3 separate regions of the Sus scrofa genome follow, and regions 1 and 3 are each linked to region 2. Evidence: chromatin contacts called from public Hi-C and promoter capture Hi-C data. All regions are on one chromosome and are shown on one strand. The core of a region is the stretch at or near the end of the contact, and the rest is flanking DNA. Distances in the headings are between cores, read along the strand shown. Region 1 holds the start of KDSR (3-ketodihydrosphingosine reductase). Region 2 holds the start of PHLPP1 (PH domain leucine-rich repeat-containing protein phosphatase 1). Region 3 holds the start of VPS4B (vacuolar protein sorting-associated protein 4B).

Evidence for each region. Promoter capture Hi-C pulls out the DNA fragments that hold promoters and counts their contacts. A called contact is a pair of places that touch in the nucleus more often than the background predicts.
Region 1: a promoter capture Hi-C map of liver shows a contact between it and region 2, with 5 times the contacts expected there. The contact joins the promoter of KDSR here to the promoter of PHLPP1 in region 2. A contact is called at or near these places in 2 of 5 promoter capture datasets (fetal liver and liver) and 2 of 47 Hi-C or Micro-C datasets (embryonic fibroblasts and skeletal muscle).
Region 3: a contact with region 2 is called in a Hi-C map of skeletal muscle, with 6 times the contacts expected there. The contact joins the promoter of VPS4B here to the promoter of PHLPP1 in region 2. A contact is called at or near these places in 2 of 5 promoter capture datasets (fetal skeletal muscle and liver), 4 of 47 Hi-C or Micro-C datasets (heart right ventricle, liver, mesenteric adipose tissue and 1 more) and 1 of 2 datasets of contacts at active chromatin or transcription factors (alveolar macrophages).

Annotation. Positions count from the first base shown.
Region 1 is chr1:158,286,325-158,290,233 of Sscrofa11.1, reverse strand. KDSR (3-ketodihydrosphingosine reductase) reads right to left here and starts at 1,690. Exons shown (of 10, transcript XM_001925913.6): 1 at 1,350-1,690. The coding sequence starts at 1,457.
Region 2 is chr1:158,861,849-158,865,754 of Sscrofa11.1, reverse strand. It overlaps PHLPP1 (PH domain leucine-rich repeat-containing protein phosphatase 1), which reads left to right and starts at 2,112. Exons shown (of 17, transcript XM_021099624.1): 1 at 2,112-3,906. The coding sequence starts at 3,649.
Region 3 is chr1:158,231,402-158,235,610 of Sscrofa11.1, reverse strand. VPS4B (vacuolar protein sorting-associated protein 4B) reads right to left here and starts at 2,572. Exons shown (of 11, transcript XM_003121699.5): 1 at 2,292-2,572. The coding sequence starts at 2,318.

The sequences.
Region 1 (3,909 bases), core at 441-2,940, 580 kb after region 2:
AAACACTGAATGAAAATTTTCATTACTGCTTCGACTTGACCATTTCCAAGTGATGCTCTACAAACATAACTTTGGAAAGAATCCAACTTTGAAAGCCATGCTTTTGAGGCAGAAGTTCTCTTGCAGATGTAACACTTTCAGAAGGTAGCATGATTGTAAAAATGTGTTCCTCTCTGCATCTCTAATGAATTTACACCCACTGCCTCATCTTCCACATCAGCAATGGCAGGAGTTGGAAATACACTAATAGTTTTACAAGAGAGAAGTTAAAGAAAATACATGCTGCCATTCACAAAATCTTGGCCTGATTCAGACCACACTAAAAGCAGTGACCAACCCACCCCGTCACATCTCACTGAGTGGGGAGGCTCAGATCTCAGTGAGACACCAGAAGGATTTGCGCTACCAGCTTAGTAGCTAACTTTCCTTATTCATAACCTCCCGCTTCACTGTGCCTCGGGCTTGTGAAAAACAAATGAGAAAACGGACAATAAACCCACTACTAATGGTGACATGCTGGGCTCAGGTAAGAAGGATTCTTCCTGTTGAAGGGACCCCAGCGGCAGAAAAGGAATCTTTGAAGACACGAGCGTCCGTTAAGCAACAAACCAAACCTACCCACATCCCCTTCATTTCTAAAGCATCAGTCAAGTACTTCAGTTCATCCCACTGACTCTGAAACGACGGCCGGGCTGAGCTCAAAAGAGACAAGCAGTGTAGAAGGGACAGAAAGCGTCCAACACAGGTAGCCAACACTGCCAGCCCACCGGGTTTGGAACAATTTCCCCCCTAAGTGAGTCATTTCCTGGATTCCTTTGGCAACTGTCACTCGCGCAGGCCATCTTCCAGGTGCGAGCTGCCTCGGTGAGTCCTGGATGATGGGGCCCCCTTCCCTGCCGCCCGCCTCCTCGCAACCCGGCCCAGACAGCGCGCCTCGCCCGAAGCCGCCACCGACTGCGGTGTCCTTGGCAAAGTTTCTCAACCTCTCTGTTCTTCAGTTGACTCATCGGGAAACCCGAGGACAAAAATATCCAGATCCCAGGGATGCTCCGGGGATTAACGAGCGTCTCCCGAGCCCCTGAAGCGCCGGGACCCGGCTCGCCGGCTCTATCCCTGCTAACCTGCTCTCCCGCCCCGGGAGGAGCCAGATGCGACGGAGGGCGGGTCCCCAAGGCCCTCCGAGGGGGCAGTGCTGGGGCAGACGGAGGCAGGTGTCCCTCCATTTGGAGAAAGGGACGTCGCCTTCTCCCCACCCCCACCCCCCGCCCCCGGCCTGAATCACGGTCCGGCGCGTTCCGGGTGGCCGAGCGGGCCGGGAGGCGGCGGCGCAGCAACAGGAGGCCACTCACCACCACATGAGCTCCGGGCAGGGCGAGGGGCTTGGGGCTGATGAGCGGAGACACCATGTAGAGCAGCAGCACGAACGCCACGAGGAAGGCGGCAGCCAGCAGCAGCATCGCTCTGCCGGGGCCCGGACCGGGGCCGGGGCCGGGGCCAGGGCCGGGGCCGGGGGCGGGCGGCACTAGCAAGAGCGCGGGGCTCGGCCGCGCCGGCGATCACGCGCGGCGGCGCGCAGCCGGAGCCGGTGTTTGGGTCCGCGGCGTGGGGCGGGGCGGCGGCCGGAGGGGAAGAGGCGGAGCTAGCGGAGGGCGCCACCGCGCGGGGCGGTGCTTCCACTCGCAAAGAGGCTGTGGCTGCTGTCCTATCGCGCCGAGGGTGTGGGGGCCCCGAGCCTCCTCGGTGTCTGTACAGGCACCCGCACCCTCCCCGGGGTAGATGGGCCTACCCCCAGCGCGCTCTGGACAGGCCCTGGGTGGCGCACCTGGGGCGCCTATTGGTGACGCTCTCGTATGGTAGCGAGGTTGCTCCTTAGGACCGTGGAGAGCCAGCGCCAGACCTTCCCAAACCCGGCGACGAGTTCGGGCCGCTTGGCTCCTGGGCTTCCGCCGCCGCTCTGGGAGCCGCCCTCCCCGGGCCGGAGGGAGTGTCTCAGAGTTTCCTAAACACCGGCCGTGGGATCCCCAAATCTCGTTGCCTCAAGGGCGGCCCGGGATCAAGCTCTGAAACCTCCGGCTCCATTTCATATTTTCTTGGCGCATTTAGAAAATGGTCACAGCAGAGGACCAAGAAAGCATTAAAAATCGCTTAGAGGATTCAGTTTCGTTGTGCTCAGAGTTCATCTTCTTTACCAAGACAAGGTTAAAAAAAAAAAAAAAAAGCTTTATTGAGATCTAATTTGCATACCATACAATTCACCTTTTTGAAGTGCATAGTAAATGGGTTTTGGTATCGTCAGAGTTGTGCAACTGTCCCCACCATCAATTTTAGAACATTAAGTTACCCCCTCCCCACAAATTCTGTACCCTTTAACAGTTTCCCGCATTTCCTTCTAACCCACACCGAGCCCTAGGTAATCACTAATACTTCTCTCTCTATAGATTTGCCTCTTCTGAATATTTCTTATAAGTGCAAATATAGCATGTGTAGACTTTTGTGTCTGGCTGTTTTCACTTAGCATAATATTTTGAAGGTTCATTCATGCGGTACAATGTATCAGTACTTCATGTTTTTTATGACTAAATTACATTCCATGTGTGGACATAACACATTTCATTTATCCTAAATGATGGACATTTAAGTTGTTTCCACTTTTTGGCTATTATGAATAATGCTGCTGTGAACAGTCATGTACAAGTTTTTCATTTCTCTTGGGGGTGGAATTGCTGGATCTTCTAGTAACTGTTTAATCAGAACTGTCAGACTGTTTTTTCAAAGCCACTACACGATTTTACAATTTCCACCAATGATGTATAAGGTTTCCAGTGTCTCCAAGTCTTCACCAATACTTGTTATCATGTGTCTTTTTAAATTATAGCCTCCCCCCAAGAGGGTGTGAAGTGACATTTCACTATTGTTTTGATTTGTGTAGGCTTTTGCTTGCTTGCTTTGTTTTTGCTTTTTTTTAATTTTTAATTTTTAATTTATTTTTATTTTTTTGTCTTTTGTCTTTTTAGGGCCGCACCTGTGGCATGTGGAGGTTCCCAGGCTAGGAGTTGAATCAGAGCTGTAGCTGCCAGCCTACACCACAGCCACAGCAAAGTGGAGTCTGAACCGCATCGGTGACCTACACCACAGCTCACAGCAACACCTGATCCTTAACCCACTGAGCGAGGCCAGGGATCGAACCCGAAACCTCATGGTTCCTAGTCGGATTCGAAACCACTGAGCCATGGCAGAAACTCCTGTTTTTGCTTTTTGAAGTTATTTTTAGAAATACTAAGGAGCTTTGGAACAAAAGAATTGAATCTGATCTGAGTTTTTCTTCTTAACATATTGCCCAGAATTAGCCAAATTGCAAGATTCAAGGGCGCTGTCCCCAGGTCTTTTGACATCAATTGCAAGTTGGGGGAGGGGCTCCCAAGCCAACCTCAGATTTGATCATTGCTGGAAGGACTCACCCAGCTTACTGAGGGTGGTTATACCCACGGTTATGGTTTAGGAGTGTCAGCCAAGGGACGAAGTGCATAGGGCAAAGTCTGAAGAGTTCCAGATGTGACTCTCCCAGCACTGGGGTATGACAGTGATGCAGGCGTCTCATACCCCTGAAAGAAAAGTTATAGTCCTTATGCTTCCTTTTGAAATGTATATTTTAAAATTGAACAGCTTAGAGTCCTTCCTTGTCCTTCTCCCTGACTTAATTGCACCCTAAACACAATCACCCCTAAGCTAAAGATTAGGCATCCTGAGCATAATTGCCTGTGGGTTAAAGGTTATTTTTAGTGCATAATATTTTTCAGGAACTTTCCTGGTTTTTTCTAATCTCTGTTCACTATGCCCTTTCCGTAAGAACTGCTATTCTAGGCAGTAACCCAGAAGACCACCATCATGATCATAGCCAGATCCCTTGAC
Region 2 (3,906 bases), core at 863-3,362:
AATTGGGAGGGGGGCTTGTTTGTGAGTTACCTGGTTTCAAGATATTGGCCTATTCTCCACTCTGCTTTCAGGAAGGAGAAGCCACTATCTGGAAAATATTTGTCCCTAACTGAAATCCTTTTCTTGTTCAGAGAAACTGTACAGTGTAGGTTGGCTTGGATGGTCTGGATGATGTTTCATGATACTAGCAAACAAGTTTCATTGCCCTTATCATTGTTATTTCAACTACGAGGTTCCAGTTGGTGTCCAAGGGACTGTCTATCCTTTTTTTTTGAAATTTGTTTTTATTTTTATTTTTTGGACATTTATTTGTTTCTTTTTTGGCTGCCCCTGGCAGATGCCATTCCCCAGTCAGGTGTCAGATCCAAGCTGCAGTTGTGACTAAAGCCACAGCTGTGGCAACACCAGATCCTTAACCCACTATGTAGGGTTGGGGATGGAAGCTGCGTCATAGTGATCCCATTACACCACAGTGGGAACTCCTGGACTGTCTATTTTTTATGAACTCTTCTTTCTTTCTCTCTTTCCTCTAACCCCCAAGTTTAGTTAATTTATTGAAGGTTTGGAGGTAAAATGAAGGATGGATCACACTGTGAACGCTTGTTCTTCTGCTCTTTCTTCAACTCTGGTTTTTGTTATTTTAGATACAAGCAAATATGATGTTTTTCAGATGAGTGTCACTGAGCCTGAAATAGTTTATTATATTCTAAAAATTATATTCTGCATTCTTCCTCTTCACCAAAAAACTCCCCCCAAACCAAACTCATTATTTTCTGAGGCTGGAATATATTTCCTTTTTCTTCGTGTTGAGATACCTTAACATTATTCATTATTCCCTTCCTCCTGCCAATTTTGTAATCCCTCAAACCAAGTCTAACAGGTGTGCATGATGACTCTCCAGCTCCTCCCCCTCTAATATGTTGAATACTAAATTCTCCAGGCAATGTTTTTACTTTCATTTTCCCCCTTGGGGGATTTTTTTTGGTTATAAATTTAAGCGTAAACAAAATTCCTAGAGGCAAAAAGGGCAGCATTGTGGCAACTGTGTAAAGCTAAACAACAGAATGTGGAGTTAGATTGAGTACAGTGTTATAATTTCTTAGAGAGGATGCAAATGGACATTGTGCCAATGATTACAGTATTTACAATTAGAACAAACTTCCTTGAGTTTGTTACATTAGCTGAATAAATATAACTCTAGAAAGCAAATATATGGGAGTTAATATATATTTCTGAATACAGAAAAAAAGAGGTTTATTGGAAATCAACTAAGGAACTAACCAATATAAAGAAATATAAATAGTCCATGTTTTAGTACTGAAACTGAATGTGCTCTTTGTTTTTTTAAACCTTTTAAAAGGAAGGCTAAATTTAAATACCATTTTTTTTTTCATTTTTAGGATAGTTTGGGTTATGTGCTACTCAAGGTAATGAATGCATTGGTGCAGTTGAAATTCATCTTTAATGTTACCTCTTTCTCTGCCTCTTTACTGTCTCTCAGACACTGATCCTTCAGCAAGCAATCAGTTTCACTCATTCCATAAAATTTTATCCAAAGTGAAGTCTCTATTGTTGGACTTCCCAGACTAGGTTAGTTCCCCTTGTTTTATTTTTGCTGCTTCGTATGGAATCTGGTATTTTTCCCTCCTCTACATCCCTCTCACTGTTGAATGTCTTTCTTCCTTATGTGTAAGCTCTATGAAGGCAAGGACAGTATCTGATTTATTCAACTGCTGTAATAGAATTCCTGGCATATGTTTATAATTATTTGCATTCTCCCTAATTTAAAAAATGTAACTTTGTGCTGTTGATTGAATTGAAATGGAATAATTATTAGTTTCATGAGGACAAGAGGAAATATAGAATAGAAAAATATGGAAATTCATTCAAAATAAAAACATAGAAAATCATTTTCAGGAACTTCAAGAATCGATACTTATTTTTCATCCTGTTCACTGAAACTGTGTAGATTATCTAAGTACAACTTTCCCTGCGCTTATTAGTTTGTTCTTTGAGCTACAATTTCCAGTTTCTCTCTCTTTCTCCTTCCCTCTCTTTCTTTCCCTTCCTTTTTCCTCAACACCCGCCCCTATCCCCAACTCATCCCCAAATTTAGTAACTTTAATGAAATTAAGGCAGGTTCCGGATAGTATGCAGTTGAAAAAGGCGCATGCGTAGTAAACTCAGTTTATAAAACCGTATGGAGAAATGGTAATTCAATTTAAACGGTTTACTAAATTCTTTTTAAAAATAAGCTACCCTAGTTACTTAAAATATTGTTTTAACTGACAGAGAATGCAGCTTACAACTAAACACTGTAGCCGTAGAAGATATTTTTTTTTTTCTGAATACTGAAAGAAAAAAAGAAAACTTTAAGAACACACAGGACCTGCCCATCTCCTATTCCACCGTGTCTCCATTCCAACGTTTCCTATACTTTTAATCACTTTCTCTGTCATGAAGTTACTTCAGACCTTAAGATCAATGGGGAAAAGTGAGATCCCAGCCCCTTGCCTTTTTTCTCCTCAGATGTAGGATCGGCTCGGAGTTGCACGATTTCCACCAGGCACGTTCAAAGCATGTCCAAGTTAGAATTTGCTGACACTGCCTATCTTCCCTGGCCTTGAATACTTGGGGGGGTAAATAGGGTTGGCTTTGACTGCCAATTATCTTGTGCTGTGGATGTGTATTTAACAATGGGTGGTGGAGGTGAAGACAAAGGACCTGGGACCTTCGTACAGTTCAGAGTTCCTCAAAGTCCTCTTTCAATTAGCAGGAAAAAAACAAAGTCTCTGGGGAGTGAGAGTAGGCGGGTTAGATATAAGTTTATGAACAAGACCATTCCGACCACCGAGTTCAACAGCAGAGGGCACAATACCCACTGTCCATCGCCAGCTGCTGTTTGCAAGGAGGGACTTACTCTAAGGATCTCTGGGGTTTGTAGTTCGCCACGTTCCCCTCGGGCACATCCATCAGCGCGCCAGAACCACAACTCCCAAGGTGCACTGCGCGCCCCTGTCTTGGCACCGCCCCTTCTCTAAGGCCCGCGCAGGAACCTCCCGGGAAACTGCCCCTCAGCCCCGCCCTCTACGCACGCGTCACGTTTGTTTACCCTGAAGCCCCGCCTCGCCGCCGTCCTCTGCTCTCCCCTATCCTCTCTGGAATGCCGTCATGCAGGCGATGCATATTCATGAAGACCCCGAGGAGCTCCCGCCCCGCCCGCCTCCCGCCTCCCCGCTCCCGGCACGTGATTAATATTCAATGAGCCCATTTCGAGGCTGGTTATCCAGGGTGAGGTGGGGGAACGGGCGGGGCCTACGCTGGGGAGCCCGCGACCGGGGCGGGGAGGGCGTGTGTGTGTGAGGGCGTGTGTGTGTGTGTGTGTGTGTGTGTGTGTGTGTGTGTGTGTGTGTGGTGGTGGGGGGGGCGGTGGCGGTGAGGCCAGCGGGCGGGCGCGCGCGCGGGATGGAACACCGAGACACCGACGGAATGCTCCGAATTGCCACATAATCCCCTGGAACGGCCGTGCCGAACGCCATTGGACTCTCACTTCTCCCCGCTCCGCCGCCGTCTCCCACCTTCGCCTCCCCGCCTCGCTCTCCGCCCGCTGCCTCCGGAGCTGGGGGGGAAGCGCGAAGCCCCACTGCAATGGAGCCCGCCGCCGCGGCTACGGCGCAGCGACTCCCAGAGACCAGCAGGGAGGACCAGGCTCCGGCGGCGGCGGCGGCGGCGGCGGCGGCGGCGGGGGCCGGGGGCGGCCGGAGCACGGAGCCCGCGCTGACCCTGGCGGCCCCGAGCGGCGGTGCGCGGGACGAGGCCCCCGGCGAGGCGCAGCCGGGGCCGCTGCCTAGCCGGGCGGGAGGCACGGGTCGCAGAAGGCGGCGGGGCGCGCCACAGCCCACCGCC
Region 3 (4,209 bases), core at 1,323-3,822, 630 kb after region 2:
GAAATACCCTATCCCCGTCTCCCTGTAAAACTCCAGCTTCTCCAAGACTTAGCACAGTCATGGTTCTCCAGCTGCAAAGCCCTCCCCCCATCCCTGGCAGCCTAACCTTTGCTTCCTCCAAATTTCCACTTAGCAAAATGCATGGCATAGTAGACACTCAAAACATATTCAGGACTGAGTAAACTTTGAATTGTAGGCATACTGCATTCATTGCAATTTCTCTCAACCCTTTCAAGGTTTATTACACTTCTAGACTGAGGCATTTGCTGTTTTTCTCTGCCTGGAATGCATTCTACTTTCTTGTCTAAGAAGGTGTGACTTTATAGTGAAAAAACCACACACTTATAAGCAGACGGACCTGGATTCGAAATTATCTTCAACACCAATTAACTGTATGTCTTCATGTAAATCATAACCTTAATAAGCCTTGGTGTATTATATTGTGAAAGTGGAATAATAATCACAATGAAGAGTTGTTTTGAGGACTAAATGAGATCACATCAAACACTGGGCAGACAATTAGTGTCAGTACCTTTCACTTTAAGCTCACATCACCTCCTCTGTGGAACATTTCTCACTTATCCCTGAAGAGTTACACAAGCCTTGGTCGGTGAGAAAGTTATTATCTGAATATTCTTCATCCAAATTTCCTACATTAGAAGGCTGAAAAGGTTGAATGAGAAAGCCCACTTGTGACCCAACAACTGATAAAATTATAACTCATTATAGCTCCCTGTTTAACACTAGCAACTATGCCTTTAACATGGGTCTATCTTGAGCTGATTCGCTGAAGAACATCTACAGTCCAATTCAAATATGATACAACTGATTATAGAACGAAACTGCAAATCTAGCAAAAAAAAAAAATGAGTAAAGAGATGAAAATTGCATTGCAGAATGCCCAAATCACACGCAGTCTTGACAAATGAAAAGATGGTGGATTATGTATAAAATAGATGAGCAACAAGGATATATTGTATATAGCACAGGAAATTACAGCCATTATCTTATAATAACTTTTAATGGAGTGTAATCTGTAAAAATACTGAATTACTATGCCGAACACCTGAAACTAATATGACATTGTAAATAAACTATACTTCAAAAGAAAAAGTTTTTTTTTTTTTTTAAAAAGATGATGGAATGAAACTATGCAGTTAACTGTTCACAAACCAGTAAGGATAAAGGCAAGATGGGCACTTCAAAAGACATAAAACATTTTTATAATATTTTTGGTCGATTTTCAAGATAAAAGTCCCAAACAAGCACCCCAACCCTCTTTTTGGTGACTGTCTCAAAAATTTCTCATCTGGGAGTTCTCCTGCTGGCTCAGCGGAAACGAATCCAGCTAGTATCCACAAAAATCAGGGTTCGATGCCTGCCTCGCTCAGTGGGTAGGGCATCCGGCGCTGTGGTGAGCTGTGGTGTAGGTCGCAAACACGGCTTGGATCCGGTGTTGCTGTGGCATAGGCGCGCAGCTGTAGCTCCGATTCCACCCCTAGCCTGGGAACGTCTATATGTCGCGCGTGCGGCCCTAAAAAGCAACAACGACAACAACAAAATTCTCATCTCAGTGAACCCCATTCCACAGAGATCTAACAAGTCTAAAATCTTAAAATTACAGGATTTATTTACCAAACACGGAGCTCACTATGGTAGGGATGGGAAGGTGAAGTCACAAAAGAGTTTAAGAATATTCTCTGATCTTATATACTACATTTTGGGAGCTGTGAGTGCACATGAATGCGGAACTCAATGAATTCACCGATTCCTCTAAATTCGAGCCTGTTTGCACGTTTCTATTCACCTGACAGCTCTCGAAAAGAAAGGTTTTCCTATACAAACTTGAGAAACTAGGAGAGAAGTCGGACCACCCTACTTTCAACTAATCCAGAGCAGTCGGTGCTTTGGATACATTACAATCTTTCCTTTCTCCCTTACACTGATTGGAGCTTCTGCGCCTCTCGTTCAAATCTGTGCCCAGTTCAGTTTAAACTCGGCTGGCTTTCAAAGGAAAAAAAAAAAGCCACTTCGCCCCCCCCCCAAACAAAAAAAAAAACTTAATGAAAATCAAGACTCCCACAAAATCACTGGGCTTGGGAGACCCCGGAAGCTGGCAGAAAGGGCCTGACCTGCCCACCTGCCGCCCGACGCCGGCACAGCCCTCCTCCGTCAGGCCAGAGGGGCGCGGCCGCTTCCTCTCTCCTCCTTGCCCCCTAACTTCACCCCACACCCTACGCCCCGCGCCCCCCTCGGCTTTGGCTCTCCAGGGGGAGGGAGAAAAGTGATACCTGGAGGTTGGGCGAGGTGGATGCCATGGCGGAAAGGCGATTCCCCGAAGAGGAAGGGAGGCAGAAGACAACAGCAGCAACGCCGAGTCAGGCCCGGAGTTACCCCTAAACGTGCGTAGGCTGGCTGCTCTCAAACCCCCAACAGCGGCCTCCTTTCCGCAACTTATTTGAAAACAGCACCGCGATCTCAAAGCCGCCCGACCCTCCTTACAAAACTTCCGCAATCCTGAACTCCCACCTCCGGCCTTAGAACTTCCGCTTTCGTCATCAACATGCGCACCACCCTGTCCCGAGCCATCCGGGTCTTGCCTCAGTCCCAGGCCTCGCGAGACCGGGAGAGAGGTCCCTGAAGCCTACCCGAGGCCTGGCGGAAGTCAGCCAGCGCGCAGACGCACTGAGACTCCGGCCTGGGGCTGAGGGGCTCTCTGGGGGCTGAGAATCCTTCGGTGTTCTTCCTTTTCCTGATGTCTAATGCTGTTATTAGCTCTGGCTCCTTTCACTCCAGGTCATGGAGCGCGCTCTGTCGGGCTGTGGATGCTGTATGAAAAAAGTGATCCAGTCTTGGTTGGGGACTTTGGGCCCCTTAACACTTACTCTTATGTAAAATGGGGGGAATTACAGTGCCTAACTCCGGGTTGTGAAGAATGCTGGCGCTGCATGGTTAGGCGCATTGCACAGGGATAAGCGAGCGGGAAGGTCTGAGTATGCGTTGGAACTTGTTACTGCTCACGCTTTACAGTTTATCCAACGAACATTTCCCCAACGGTCATTGTCAAGGCTCTAGGAGGCCCGGAGAACTTTAGTAAAAGTTATGTATGGCTGCTGTCTTCAAAGGCATTATGGTAGTCCAATGGGGATGCAGGCTGCTGCACCCAACTCTTATCAGATATTACTTATTCCAGTTATTGTTACAAGGAAAGTTAATGGCCTGAGAGGTTAAGTGCTTTATATGTGATCACAGAAGTCGGGGATTATTGGCAGAACTAAAGACCCTTTTTTCTGTTGTTTGCAGCCACAGTCCTGTTTTTCTTCATCCTTTCTTAGTTTAGCTTCCTAATCCTTTCTAATCACCTGGCGTCTCCTAAATGAAGTACTTCCCTCCCCCACCCCCTTTTTTGACCTCCCTGGTGGCAGGAACCTGAGCTGCAGCAGTGACTAGGCTGAATCCTCACTGCTAGGCCACCAGGGAACCCCCCTCCTGCTTTTTATTGGTATTGTCACTACCCGGTTATTGAAATCTCTTCTGCATAGTGTCCTAGTGTCCTTTCTCTATCCTCTTCACTTTCTACCATTCTTAATTCCTAAGGGTAGAATTTCCTCAAGAGTGCGGCATCCTCTTTCATACTACTCAATCTCTGCTCCTCTTACCGTTTCCTGGGCTCCAGATAACAACAGGATAGAAATGGCTTCCAATGTCAATCTCCAGGCCAGGGTGTGTTCTGCCCAGTATTTAACAGTTCACTCCCAGAGATCTCCAAAAACTGTATAGTTTCCCCACAAGACAAATTCAACACATTGAAAGCCAAATTAATTATACCTCATACTTCCTTCTCTGTCTTGCCTTCTCAGAAGGATATCACCAAATCTCTGTCATCCAGGTTCAAAGATAAAGCCCTCTGCCTGCATCTACCAATGCTTCTTCTCACTCCTCTGTCCCCTTTCAGTTACTGGTAAAATAATGTAAGGACTCCAGCCCTTAGAATGTGAGCACATTGTAGACACTAAATGAAAGTTAAACTATTAAACTGAGCTGCTTAAAATAACTCTCTGGTTCCTTAGTGACTTTTAGACTTGCTTTTGCCTGAAGGTACAACCAGACTCCAATTTACCTTTCAATTCAATCTCTAAAGTTTTACTGAACACCCACTAAACAAAAGTCCACTAGGTATTAGGAAACTTTGAAGATGAATAAGATATG